2 separate regions of the Rattus norvegicus genome follow, and region 2 is linked to region 1. Evidence: chromatin contacts called from public Hi-C data. All regions are on one chromosome and are shown on one strand. Each heading gives the region's core, a stretch centred on a gene start, on an enhancer-like site or on the middle of the called end of the contact. The rest is flanking DNA. Distances are from core to core; before and after follow the strand shown.

Evidence for each region. Hi-C and Micro-C count contacts between places; a contact is called where the count stands out from the background.
Region 2: a contact with region 1 is called in a Hi-C map of kidney, with 2.6 times the contacts expected there. The contact joins two enhancer-like sites. A contact is called at or near these places in 6 of 12 Hi-C or Micro-C datasets (the A7r5 cell line, kidney, liver and 2 more).

Annotation. Positions count from the first base shown.
Region 1 is chr6:132,719,847-132,726,527 of GRCr8, forward strand. No RefSeq gene overlaps it. Among named protein-coding and RNA genes, the nearest start is that of Bcl11b, 32 kb to the left of the region's middle. Within about 2 kb of position 3,260, at least 4 of the 93 cell types and tissues checked have an H3K27ac peak or open chromatin away from gene starts, as enhancers often do. A contact at or near this core is called in kidney, where this site is marked.
Region 2 is chr6:132,788,434-132,795,114 of GRCr8, forward strand. It overlaps Setd3 (SET domain containing 3, actin N3(tau)-histidine methyltransferase), which reads right to left. Exons shown (of 13, transcript NM_001346470.1): 9 at 5,741-5,815; 10 at 4,601-4,767; 11 at 3,705-3,790; 12 at 1,041-1,201; 13 at 1-314. Among named protein-coding and RNA genes, the nearest start is that of Setd3, 63 kb to the right of the region's middle. Within about 2 kb of position 2,723, at least 38 of the 93 cell types and tissues checked have an H3K27ac peak or open chromatin away from gene starts, as enhancers often do. A contact at or near this core is called in kidney, where this site is marked.

The DNA of each region.
Region 1 (6,681 bases), core at 2,010-4,509:
AACATTACTTGTCTTTTTTTTTTTCTTTTTTTCAGAGCTGGGGACCGAACCCAGGGCCTTGCGCTTGCTAGGCAAGCGCTCTACCACTGAGCTAAATCCCCAACCCTAGGGGGGGTGGCTGTCTTAATCAGGGTGGCTGCAATGAGACATGATATCCAAAAGGCAAGTTGGAGAGAAAGGGGTTTGTTTGGCTTACACTTCCACATTGCTGGTCACCACTGAAGGAAGTCAGGACAGGAACTCAAACAGGGCAGGATCCTGGAGTCAGGAGCTGATGCAGAGGCTACGGAGGGATGCTGCTTACTGGCTTGCTCCTCATGGCTTGCTCAGCTTGCTTTCTTATAGAACCCAAATCTTCCACAATGGGCTGGGCTGGGCCCTCCCCCATTGATCACTAATGGAGAACAGCTGGGTCACAGGGAGGCATTTTTCTCAACTGGGGCTGCTTCCTCTCTGATGACTCTAGCTTGTGCCAAATTCACACACGCACGCATGCACGCACGCACGCACACAAATCAGCCAGGACAGTGGCTTACAGTTGAGATGGTTCAGTCCATTGTTGGTGGGAGCATGGCAGCATGCAGGCAGACAGGGTGCTGGAGAAGTAGCTGAGAGTTCTACATCCCGATCTGTAGGCAACTGGGGTCAGGGGGTGGGGGTTGAGCACCAAGCCCAGCCCCAATGACACATTTCCTCCAACAAGCCACAGCTCCTAATCATTTTAAACAGCGCCACTCCCTGCTGATTAAGAACTCAAATATATGAGCCTATGAGGGCCGTTCTTATTCAAACCACCACAGTGGGTATAAGGAGGTCCCAAAAAGACTGGCAATAGTAGAAGGTTTCAGAAAGTGCCAGCAAATGAAAATTAATTCAAAAACGGATGCCTAAGGAAACCGCTTCCGGCTGGTGTAGTTTCACTGCAGTTTCGTTCTGAGCGCACAGTGCGCTCACGTGACACTGCACACACTCACACACCACACAACACCAACATCTAACACTGCTGGTGACGATGTAGATCAGTTTAAAGACTGCCGTGAGTTACTTTCCTGTTTGTTTTTTTTTTGCTTGTTTGTTTTGCAATACTGGGGCTTGAACCTAGGACCTTGTGACTACCAAGCAAGCGTTCTACCACCAAGCCACAGCTGCAGCCCTATTGAACTCCATGAATTGTAGCACTTTTGGTGCTAATGTGGCTTTCAGCACATAACATAATAGTTAATTACAGTAAAAAAAAAAAAAAGACTTCTAATATTTCCTGTTCAGCATGTAGGTCCTCAGGATGTATCAAATTGTTACCTTTTTGGAATAGTCTATGTTACGATGTTTTGTTTTAAAAATTAACTGTTTGGGTCGCTGACTTGAGTTCCGTTTTAAAATATATCCTTAAATGAGCTTTGGTTTAGAATTGGATAGAATTTACAGCAGCTTCTAAAATGATCCTAAACATGCTTTTCTTGTTGGATACTGTATCAGTTACTTCTCTGCTGCTATGACAAAAATGTCATGACCAGGGCAGTTTACATAAGAACATTTATTTGGGCTTATGGTTCCCAGAAGATAAGAATCCACCATAAGAGGGAACTGTAGCAGCAAGCAGCAGATATGAGGTAAGAACAAGGGCAGAGAACAAACCGGAAATAGACAAGTTTTTTACTCTCAAAGCCCGCCCCCAAGGGTGTACTTTCTAAAAAAAAAATACAGCGCCCCCTGCTGGCCGTATAGGGAACATTTCTCACTTAAGTCAACACATAAACCTTGCTTATTCATTTGAAGCAGCGTCCTCAACACAAACAATTATGATATCAAAATATCCGTCACCTCTGGAAATGCCGGAGATCTTCTGCATCCCAAAAATGTCAAATGTTCATCCAAGATTTAAGTGTCGACGGAACATGAGCAAGCACGCCCATCTAATTAATATGCAAATTTGCTCTAATGTTTAATAAATGATAAGGTGATATGTGTACCACAGAACTATTTTAAATTAAATGCCTTTGCGGCTTATTATTGGTAAGCGTGTGGCCGATGTATCTATTTCCAACATGGGGAATCATACATAAAATCATACACTGGGTGAGGGCCAGTAAGATGGCTCAGTGGGTAAAGGTGCTTGCCACCAAACCCAAGGACTTGAGTTCAATACCCAGGAACACACACGATGGATGAAGAGAACTGACTCCCGCACATTATTCTCTGATCTCCGCACGTGCACCCTGACACTTGTGCCCCACCCAAATAGATAAATAAATTAATGTCAATGTTTTTTCTATTTCCAGTGTGAAAAGGATCACTAGTAGAAAAAAAAACCCAAAAGAAAAGCAAGCCCGTCTCCGTGTGTCCCAGCTTCCTGTTTGTAAAATGGGAGCTGTGAAACCCCCGCCCCCACCCGGGTATGTGAGAATAGGAACGAGAGATGTGGCGATGGAGGGCCTGCTTTTTGAGAGTGGTTTTGGCTATGGGAAAAGCTGGTCAAGGAGAAGTAATATGCTGCTTTTGCGACTTCCTGCGCAACGATTGTTGCTTCCAAATAAATAAACAAACAAACATAAGCACGCTGCACAAGAATCCTTCAGAAGAGCATTGGTTCCTGAGTCAGCAGCAGAAACCTTGTAAGCTGGTTTCCACTCGTCAGCCCCGAGAGGCTGTACCTGTCAACAGATCTGTGGCCAGATTGTTTATGGCGTCCATAAAGACCCACCTAGGTTGACTCGAATCCGCTTTGAAATATGTTGATAACTATATTTCAGTATCATTAGCTTCCTTTCAATCCCTTAGCTTTGTCTCCAAGGCCCCAAGAAAGCATTCTTCTGAGAAGAGGGCCCCCAGCTGCCTCCGGGTCCAGGGCACAAAGCCTTTGACACTGTCCTGGGGCCCAGGTTGTCTGAGAGCCACCTGCTTGGTTGAGGGACTGCGGTGCAGACGGGGGACTGGTGAGACCATGGGGCCCCTGGTTTCCAGCCCACTTGAAAGAAAGCAACTCTTCCAGGAGAAGGAAACGTTCTTGTCCCCCTGGCCCACGGCCACCTCGAGTGCATGTTTACTCTAGCAGGTGGAGTCCACACCAGGTCCACTCTGGGGCTGCACGGTGGCCTTTGAGACTGAGAACAATGACACATTGTGGCCCAGCTACAGATAAAAGAGAAACTTGGTCCAACTGCCAAGCAAAAGCGACTGTCCTTCAATATTAATGCCCAAGGTGTGCCTGCCCACACCCTGGCACTTTCGCCTTTCTGGCCGTTGTGTAGAAGGTGATCCCGCTGCCGCTAATGGGGGTGCAAAGGCCAGCATGCCGGGCACTTTATTGTCAGCTGCCTCAATAATCTTTAACCTTCACTGGTCAAAGGGCTGAAACCCAGAAAGACTAAACAAACATGGGTTGGGCCCACAGGAGAGTGACTCAAGACTGGAGGAACCAGCAGGCACCCCATCTTCCCCAACCCTTATTGATGCCCCAAAGTCCATAAAGGGGGTCCGAACACTTAGAGCAAGAACTCAAGACCCACTGTCTCTCTACTCTATGGAGTCATGAGATGCGGGACACCCAGATGCTAGCTTTATGCTGCAAATTCAAAAGGGGTGAGCTGTTGCCTCACTCGCCGGCCATAGCTGGGTCTGGAGTTGAGGCTGGACCTACTGTAGGAGCAGCCCATTAGGGAGAGGAAAGGATTTGTGAGGCATCAGATACGCCCCCAGGCTAAGCTGGTGCAGCTCACCACATGCCTGCCCTTCTGTACCCTCAGTTTTCTTACTTGGACGATGGGCACACAGGTGACTTTTCTCAGTATCATCTGCCAGCCACTACAACTCAGGGAGCATTCGTTTGTAGCCAGGACATTCCTCGCTTCAGTTCTCTTAGGACCTGGGTAGGGGGCTTCATAAGCTCCGTTTTGCAAACAGGAAATGGAGACACAGAGAGATGGATTTGCCCAATGGTTACCCCAAGTTCTGCAGCCAAGCATCTGTGAGACCCAGATTGCTCTCTTCCCCCTTGATTATGTATGGAAGTACAAAAGTTGACCGTGGTGGCTGTACACTTAGGGATTGTGGCTCAAACCTCGGATTTGTAGGTGTGAGTTCGTGTCCTATGACTTCCTCTCTCTGAAACTGAGGAGAATCCATGGGGTGGGGTAGGGTGGGGGGCAGGAGGTCAGTGGCATCTACTTTTTCAATTTTTCACTCTCCATCTTTTTTGGAGGTAGGAGTGCGGGGGTTGGTTGTTTGAGACAAGGTTTCTCTATGTATGTAGCCTTGGCTGCACTGGAACTCATTCTATTAGACCAGCAGGCTGGCCTCGAACTCACAGGGATCCACCTGCCCCTTCCTCTGAGTGCTGGGGTTAAAGCTATGTGCCACCAACGGCTGGCTTTCATCATAGATGAATGGATAGATGGGTGGGTGGGTGGATGGACGGATGGACGGACGGGCAGACAGATGGACAGACAGACAGACAGGGTCTCTCATTGAACCTGGAGGTCATTGGTTCAGCTACAGTGGCTGTGAGATCCTCCTGCCTCCACCCTCCCAACTCTGAGACTGTAGATGCCGCCTCGGCGTGGGGATCTGGATTCAGGTATTCATGCTTTCGACGCAAACACTCCTGGGTAGCTCTCCAGCCTGCAGCGACTGTTCCCTTCCCATCCTAAGGAGGTTTGAACACAGCACCAAGGATCTGAATCCATTTTAAGACACAAAGACAGAAATCCGAGAGTCCCTCGGGGGTCCCTAGTCACTTAGAGGCTCACATTTCTGTCTCATTGCCTAACAAGAGAGGCCACTGTGCACAAGAAAGTCAAGAAGAACCCAATCTGACCCCATCCCGCTCCCCAAGGGGCAAGAGCTTGTCGAGGGGCAAGGTACACCAGTGGTTGACAGGGATGTTGTTAGCCTAGAATAGGAGTCCTTATAAACCCTGTTGCACAGTGCTGGCCTTTCTCCTGTCTTAGCTTTGCTTACACGACGTCCCCTCTCTGACCACCCAGGGCTGGGCCTGCCGAGTCTTCCCACCCCTGCTGATAAGGTCTCCTTCCACACCTGGGGCAGAAGGTCACAAAGAATCCAGCAGCAGTTGAAGAGGGTTAGGTCCTGGGGCTCTGCACAGGGTGAGGCCTGGGGAGGGAGAGATAAGACTGGACAATAAAAGACAGTCAGGAAAGGGGGGCCAGCAGGGAATGTGACCGTACGGTACCATCGCTTTATGAGCATAAGGGACATGCAAACAGTGAGCCACACGGCCCTTATCTCCCCCTCCTGATCTGTAAATGATCACCCAGAGCCCACCAGTGGCCTCCAGAAACGACAGCTGCGCTGGTCACACAATGGAACAGAGCCACAGGGCACTGGGACGCCTGGGTCAGAGAGGCAGGGAGCCTGGCTTTCCTGCCACGGTTAGGAGGCTACAGGGCCTGCAGCTGTTTGGTGGCAGGACCCTGGAAAGTTTCTGGGGAGCCACCTGCCCCTGAACTGGGGCCAAGAGAACCCACAGCCCACTCCCATACAGACGAGGATCCGGGAAGGTCGATTACACTGTCTTAGTCATAATTTAAAGGGTTAATTGTGGCTGGACTAGGCTCTGTGCATTAATGTGGCCTTGGCAGTACCCAAACCGGTTTGAGGTGTAAAGCAGGGGAAGATGGCTAACGGCCCATGGCGATCCTAGCAAAAACCCTGTCAGGTGAAGTTTCCCATGTCCGGGCACCACAGGAATGCCCCTACAATACCCAGTGCGGACCTATAACCCCTGACCCCTGGTGCATTCTGAAATCTACCCAACATTCTTAACAGTCAATAGCTGAGGACAAGAGGCCTTAAAGCCACCATGAGGCCCCTCTCCAGAGTCTCTCTGCAATACATGGGAATACCATAGACACGAAAAGCGGCTTCTCTCTTGTGTGCATGCGTTCCCATGTGCTTGCATGTTTGGGGGGTAGCTACACGTGAACATACATATAAAGGCAAGAGGTCTGTACCCAGCTTCCTCCTCAGTCACTCTTTGATTGGTCGAGGCTGGATGGCCAACAAACTTCCCCCTCCGTGCCCCAGGACCTGTCTCTGCCGCCCCAGGGTTGGGACTACAAACATTAAGCCACTACACCTGACTTTTAAAAGGGTCCGAAGATCCTCGGGTTGAGCCATCCCTCCAGAGCCTCTCTTGACACCCTAGGATCAACAGCCTGGGCCAGAGTAACTTGGGGCAGCTTCCATGACTGCTTCTGCCTCGTAGTCTAATCTCCCCTTGTGGTGCTGGAATCCAGGACCCAGTCAGGACTATATCGACTTAGCAGCTTGGCCTTATCTCTGAGCCACTGGCAGGTCCCTGCAGATGGGGAGTGGGGAAGAGTCTGCCGTTTCTTTTCTGCCCTCTCCTTAAGTGAGCACCAAGGTGCCAGCTAGCCATAGTCATGTACTCCTGTGACAACAGCTTCAACCAGGAGACTTCCTTCTCGTCCCCACCTTACATCCCTCTGCTGAGGGAGGGTTCACAGTTCCTACCACTTGGTATCCCTGGCCCCTAACCATAGCAACCTCCCTGGTGGCTCCTTTAAACCCACTCGGACCTCAGTAAGATGGTGCCCGAGAGAGAACGCTCATGAACTGTTGGTGGAAATAAATTAGCATAGCCATTATGAAAAACAGTAGGACAGGCCTTAAAAAAAAATAACAGAACCATTGGTCTTATGA
Region 2 (6,681 bases), core at 1,473-3,972, 68 kb after region 1:
CCATTTTCGGCAGCCTTGACTTTGCTGACAGTCTCTGTGAGACTCAGAGACTCCTGTACACCTGCCTCCTCCTCCAGCTTTCTCAGGACCAGAGGGAGCCTCGAGTCCCCCACACCACCCTCCAACAGCCCCAGGTCACTCTCCTCGTATCTGGGCAGTGGCGCCCTCTCCTCCATGTGTTTGCGGTAGTACTCTCGGTTCATGGCTGCACTCTTCACTGCTTTTTCCAAAATCTCCTTCTCACCCAAGCGCAATTTGATGGCCATCGTGGCACGGACAGAGAGGTCAGGGTTTTTCAAGACAGTCTTATCTTCCTGGGGGGGCGAGAGACATCAAGTTAATGACAAGAACTCTAAATTGTCGAAGCAGCACCAAGCTGCAGCTCAGCCTGAGAGGGTAAGGTGCTAACAGCTTTTAAACTGAGGCTTCACATCGCCGAATGACCCAACACTTCCAGCAAAACTGCAGCTGACTCAGGGCTCTTGTTACAGTAAGTCCGTACTCTCAAAACAGAGCTAAGGCCAAGTTAAATGGAGCCAACACAGAATGGAGGGCATCACTTGCGTTCATCTCTGTGATTGGAGCCCCATGTGGGCCTAGAGTGAAGGCTAAAAATTAAAAAAGAAGAGAGAAACAAGTCTTCCAGCCAGGCCTGGTGACAGCCTGTAATCTCAGCTAGTCAGGAGACTGTCAGCATGGTGATAAGTTCGAGGCCTGGATGACTTTAGTGACACTCTGTCTTGAAAATAGGACGGGGGTTTGGCTGTACGACAAGCCTCTGTATGCTGGTGCACAGGAGAGAGAAAGAGCTGAGGGAGGGATGGGGGATAGGAGGGGAAGAAAAGCTTATATTTGTGGTATCATGAATTAAAGATAGTTTTTAAAAGTACTAACTGTGTAAAATTTATCAAGTGCTATTAAAATCAACATGATAAACTGTGAAACACTGGCACCAAATAAGGAATGTCACATATACATTGCTGAGAATCAGAATGAAGGACTAGAAACATGCCAAGCATGATCTTCATTCATCTAATTACCTCAATTGTCGTTTTATATGTTTTTAAAAGAAGTGAGGCTCTATCTTCCAGAAATGTCCAAAGTTTGACCTCATTGTCCCAGCTGACAGGAAACTCCGAGTTCCCCAGAGTGAAGATCCTGTCAATGGCGCTGTCCCCTAGCAAGTGCTCTTTCAGCTCCTCTACAAGAGACACACATAGCAGTCAGTCGGGAAGGCAGCACAGCTCACTCTGACAAGCCGTCCGTCCTCTATGTCCCCCAGCACAGTCTTCCAGGCTCTCTGAGCAGAGGCACAGCTAAGTTCCAGGCCAGGAGGTCAAGTGAGGCCTCCCTGAAAGGCAGTACTGACTCATGCCCAACTCAGAGAGGGACACTGAGAGCCTTGAGACAGGCTCGGAAGACTATGTCTGAAGACATCTATGGCCACACCCTCACTATGACAGAACTGTTCTTGCTAGCCCTGGAGTAAAGACCTCACCTTACCAACTGGTGTCAAGGACACCGAGGAGGAAGGAACAGCTCAGGTTGAGTCCTGGGTCCTTCTAGAGGTCCCAGCTTCACCACATGGCAGCTCACAACCATCTGTGCCTCTAGTTCCAGGATAGTCAACGCTTTCTTCTGGCCTCTGTGGCCACTGCACACACATGGTATGCAGACAGACATACGGGCACACATACATAAATAAGATAAAATAACATCTTAAAGATACTGGGAGCCACTGTCGTCCTGGTAACTACACACGTAAGCCAAAGATGGAGAAGCAAGTACATGGACTGTAGAAACCTGACTCAAAGAAAAGTGAGTCAGTCTCAGTCAGAGTCAGCCTGCCTGCCCCCCTCCCAGCTTCTCTCCCTCTCCCTCGCTCGCTCTCAGCAATCTAAACCACACAGAAACACAGCCTCTCAATACCTTACAGATCTGTGTAAGAAGAATAACTCAGCAATGGCTCTGAGCGTTCCTCTCCTGCCCATCCTGTTCAGTTCAACAAACACACCCAAGCTTCTTATGTAACTGTGAGACAGTCTCTCTTTCAGAGCTAAATGCCCTACAGCTGTCACTATTTACAATTCAAATCGGGAGCTGTGCTGCCAGCAAACCAAACTTTATTAGTATTAGTTGGAGTGGTTCACAGACTCCATCGATTGATTGTCTGTGACGACTGAGAAGACAAACTGTCTTCTGAGAAGAAACTACAGAACAGCACCAAACACAAGAGATTTTTAAAAAGGGCATGTTATCTGATGTTTTAAAAATGACTATCTAGTTCCAAGGTAAAATTCAGGCTTAACCTTTCATAGAGATAAAGATATTTAAAAAAAAAAAAAAAAAAAAAAAAAGCTTCTTTAGAAACAGAAATTTCTTTCCAGAAGTTTCCAGTTCTGAGCCACTGCCATCACTGTTCCTGGCCTCCCAGCGCCATGGCTGCAGACAAGCCATACAAAGCAGCCACTGGCCTGACCTAGACACCAAACCTTTCTTGTCCCTGTCATCCTTTCCCCAGAGGTTCCCGGGCCCAAGGTGGCCTGAGTCTCTCTTGCTGAGTAAGGGCAGTCCCCTGCCTGTGTCTACAGGGAATACCTCATCCTACTCTTCCCCCTACCTTCCCCCCACCATCACCACATGCAAATACACCAAGAATTGCCCCATGAATTCTATCAGTTGCACATCAGCAGGAACATGGGACTGTCTGGGACAGGGACTCTGGAAGTAGCTAGGTTGGCTCTGGGTCAAGGCCACCAGTCATTAGCTGAGCAGCCCTTTTCTCACTCTTCACACTCTGAACTGGAGACTCCACCAGCGTGATAGGAAGCACCTTACAAGGCACAAGATAAAAACACAGGAAGCACCGTGTAGAACACTGGGCATGGCACAAGCTACAGGGACTGCCATTACCAGCGTTCCTCCCCCGCCCCACCCCCCTAGATTCCTTGCTCATTAAATATAGAAGAAAATACCACAGACCACCCTAGCCTGTACACAGAAAAGTTTCTGTGTGATGGAAGGTGCTTGCTCTTCAGGGACAGCTACCCTGTCTCACTCTGGTTCCCGATAGCTTCGTCTCTACTGTCTACACTCTAGGACTAAGTTCTTGTACACTCAGGCTTCCTGTCAAGCCCTGAACCCACAAGAGATGGGGACAGCAGGGACAGCCACCTATCCATGGCTGCAATGACTGCTTTAGCCAGCTGCACTTCCCTAACACTTAGGTGGCTTTGTTCTAGAAAAACATTTAACTGTTCAGTAAATCATTTATTCTCTAGCCCAGCCATTCTGTGTAGGGTTGAAGGTAGTATAAAACAACAGGCCCCAGCACGGATGAAAGCCCCAGACCAGCAACTGGGCACACAGTCGAGGGTGTGAACAAAAGCTCGAGCTCACCAGGCCACTGGGCACAGCCGGCTCAGAGGACTTGTCCTAAGCAAGCAGAAAACTCAATACATGGATTTAGTCCTTCCTGCGTCTGAAACACGGAGTTGTGGCCAGGAACATTTTGTCTTATACAGGTGCTGTCTGCAGTATTTCTTACCATCCCAGGATGTTTGGACTCTTCAATCCCAGTGGACAACAGATTAGTTCTCTCTCCAATATTGCCACCTTCCCCTACCATCTTAAGAATTTTATCTGTAATTTGAGCCACCTCCCCATGCTTTACAATTTAAGAAGAAAAAAAAAACTGTTTTTACCTTCAGTCATGCAGAATACTCGGAGAAAAGCTAGAAGCTGGGCAGAGATGGGTGGCTCAGTAAAATGCAATGCAAAAACACTGGATCTGAAAACAACAAAATCTGAGGTCAGGCCCACAGTTCCTCCAGAGGAAGATGCCCGGGCCCTCACACAGCAGAGCTGAGCCTCACTACATGGTAGGCACGCACCTTGGAAAGCATGAAGCTGGTGGGTGGGGAAGCCCTGCCAGGCCCTGGCCACTCTTGCCAGCATGCCTGCTGCCTGACCTGACTCTGGGGTCACATCCTCACAGTGAGAGAATTAAACACACCCACAGTCCTTACGAACATTAACAGTAATTCATGTTGAGCTCACACTTTATCATTAATCAAATATTGACAAGCTCAATAAAAAAAAGTTCAGATAATCCATTTTCATTAAGAATGGTTCCTCTAGTCCCCGGAAAACTAATAAATCATAATTCTCATCTTCTTTACCACTTCACACCTCAAATGCAAGAAAATTTAAAGAAACTAACCAGAAATTCATGGAATCAGTGAGGATCATGACTTCATTACCGAAACTAATGGTGGCAAAGAATTAAACAAAACAAATTGATCCATGTCGTTAGCCTTTTCAAGGTGAAAGACATTAATGACACCGGAGGGCTTCTTTAACCTGAGGACTGCAGGCCAGCTCCCCTGGAACTAGCTGCGAGTGCTAGCAACACCCTTCTACCTATCTGAAGCACTGGTAAACGACCACACGGCCAAGGTCTGGATCTGCTGTATAACGGGATAAAGGGGTTGAGACACACTACTGTGGAGAACTCTATTAACACACAGATTAAACACTACGTTATAGAAATACCACACGCACCAAAGGGAAGAGCCAAGCCAGGATATTCTCTACGTACGTTGGGATGCCAGCCCGAGCCAAGACCTCAGCCTTCATAGCGTAGAGCCTGTCACTTTTACTCACTCCAAGCTTTATTTTCACTCTGTCGTGTGAGTTATTGTCAAAGAAAAAACCACTGTGGATCACAAACTCTGCATTTGACCGAGTGCCGTAAAAAATGTAAATCTAAGATGCGGTAGAGAAGAAATAGAAGGACATAAAACAAACTTAGTACGTGCTCTTCAAACAGAGCAGAGCAACAGGCTTAGTCCTCATGTATATTCACACTACTTTACACAGCAGACAGGCCTCCATAGTAACCACACATCTGCTCGGTAGAGCATGCTGCATGGAAGGTGTACGTGTGCAACCCTTCTAAGTCCCCAGACTCGTATCTAAGGAGAGTAAAGCCAAACACACATGTCTACTACGAGTAGGCAGGGGGAGAAGGGCCCAGGGACATACTGACCCCGGCCTGCTAAGCCTCTCCACACAGACTGCCCCTCTTAAACTGTACTTTAGAATGTACCGCGTCTTCCTTTCCTTCCAAAACAGGGGAACACTCTAGAATAGGCCTTTAAATTAACTTCTGTCAGAAGCCCACTTCCACAGCCTGTGCACTTTCACACTAACAGGGCTGTGAGTTTTCTGAAGGGCAGACCAAGTGGAAAGCGGTGTCTGTCTCTATTGGTTTTCTATTATGTGCTGGGTTGTAAAACTAATAATTACAGAGATTTGTAGATGTGTGTTTCAAATTGACTGGGAAATTTAACTGTGCCTCTACTCAAATTATTAGATAAAAAATATACACATCACAGTGAAAGTCTAAGAGGACAGGAATGATTGTTCTAAGTCCCTTAGGTTTTAGCAACCTAACCCCCATCTCTTTTAAATACCATCTCTTTATAAAGAAATGCAGCTTATGAAAGGAAACATTTGTTTCAGTATTATGTGACAAACTCTATTTTGGCTAACAGTATTGCATAGTGCAAACAGCTACATTGTTTTCTTCGAGGATGCAAAGTACAATTCAAAGCATCTTTCTGACTCAAGATTTGGTCAGAAAACAACCCTAAAGATCAGTGTCCCAGCTCCTCCCTCTGGCCAACGCCTCCTAAGGATAACAAAGCCACCCCTCAGCTAGAATGCTGAAACCTACCTGATCTCCAGCCTGAAAGTCCTGCAGAGCCACGCACTCACAGCGGTCATCTTCCAGGTTATAGCCAGTTGTGATCTAGGCAGCAGAGAAAGACAGGGTGATGAGGCAGCCATCCCTCAGGACAAAGGTGTCTAGTGGTGCTCACAGGGCAGCAAAGGCTTTCAACATTCAAGCAAAGAGCTGGTGAGGATGTCAGCCATTTCCATGCACACCAAAGATTGTACAGGAAACTGAAGTCTGAAAGTAAACAAACCTCTCTTGGAAAAGACAATGGGCATCACTTCTGGAACTCCACCAAACACACTATGAAAACCACTGCCTTTGAGCCCTGAGGAAGGTCTCCACAGAAGACAAGACACATACTACACTGGCAGTCGTGCTTGTTCACTAGTCATGGGTGTTTCTGGGGTCTGTAATTACCGACAAGCTTTACTTTTATATAACTTTTTTCCAGGGAGAAATCAATGTGGGGGCAGGATTTAGTTCAGTGATAGAGCACTGGTTTACTATGCACAAGGACCTGGACTCTTTTTACCAGCAACACATAAAAAGTGGGTTTTTCGGGGTTGGGGATTTAGCTCAGTAGTAGAGCGCTTGCCTAGGAAGCGCAAGGCCCTGGGTTCGGTCCCCAGCTCTGGGGAAAAAAAAAAAAAAAAAAAAGTGGGTTTTTCTACTGTGTAAGAATCAAGAAGACAAGAAAAGAGTGGCTTCTAAGTCACAGACATACTTTACTCTGTAATCACAGTCACCTAAACTCTCAGGTAAGCAAAGGCAAGTAAAGAGTTATTAGTTCCTCTCTGTTTACTAAGAGTCTCTAAGCCCACATGGCATAGACAGTACAGAAACGTCCCTAGCCTGACCCCAATGGCACAGCTGTCTTGGCAAGGTCTCTGTATGCAATACACAGAAGTGGCTGCTCTTACTCTGGAGTCTTTACATCC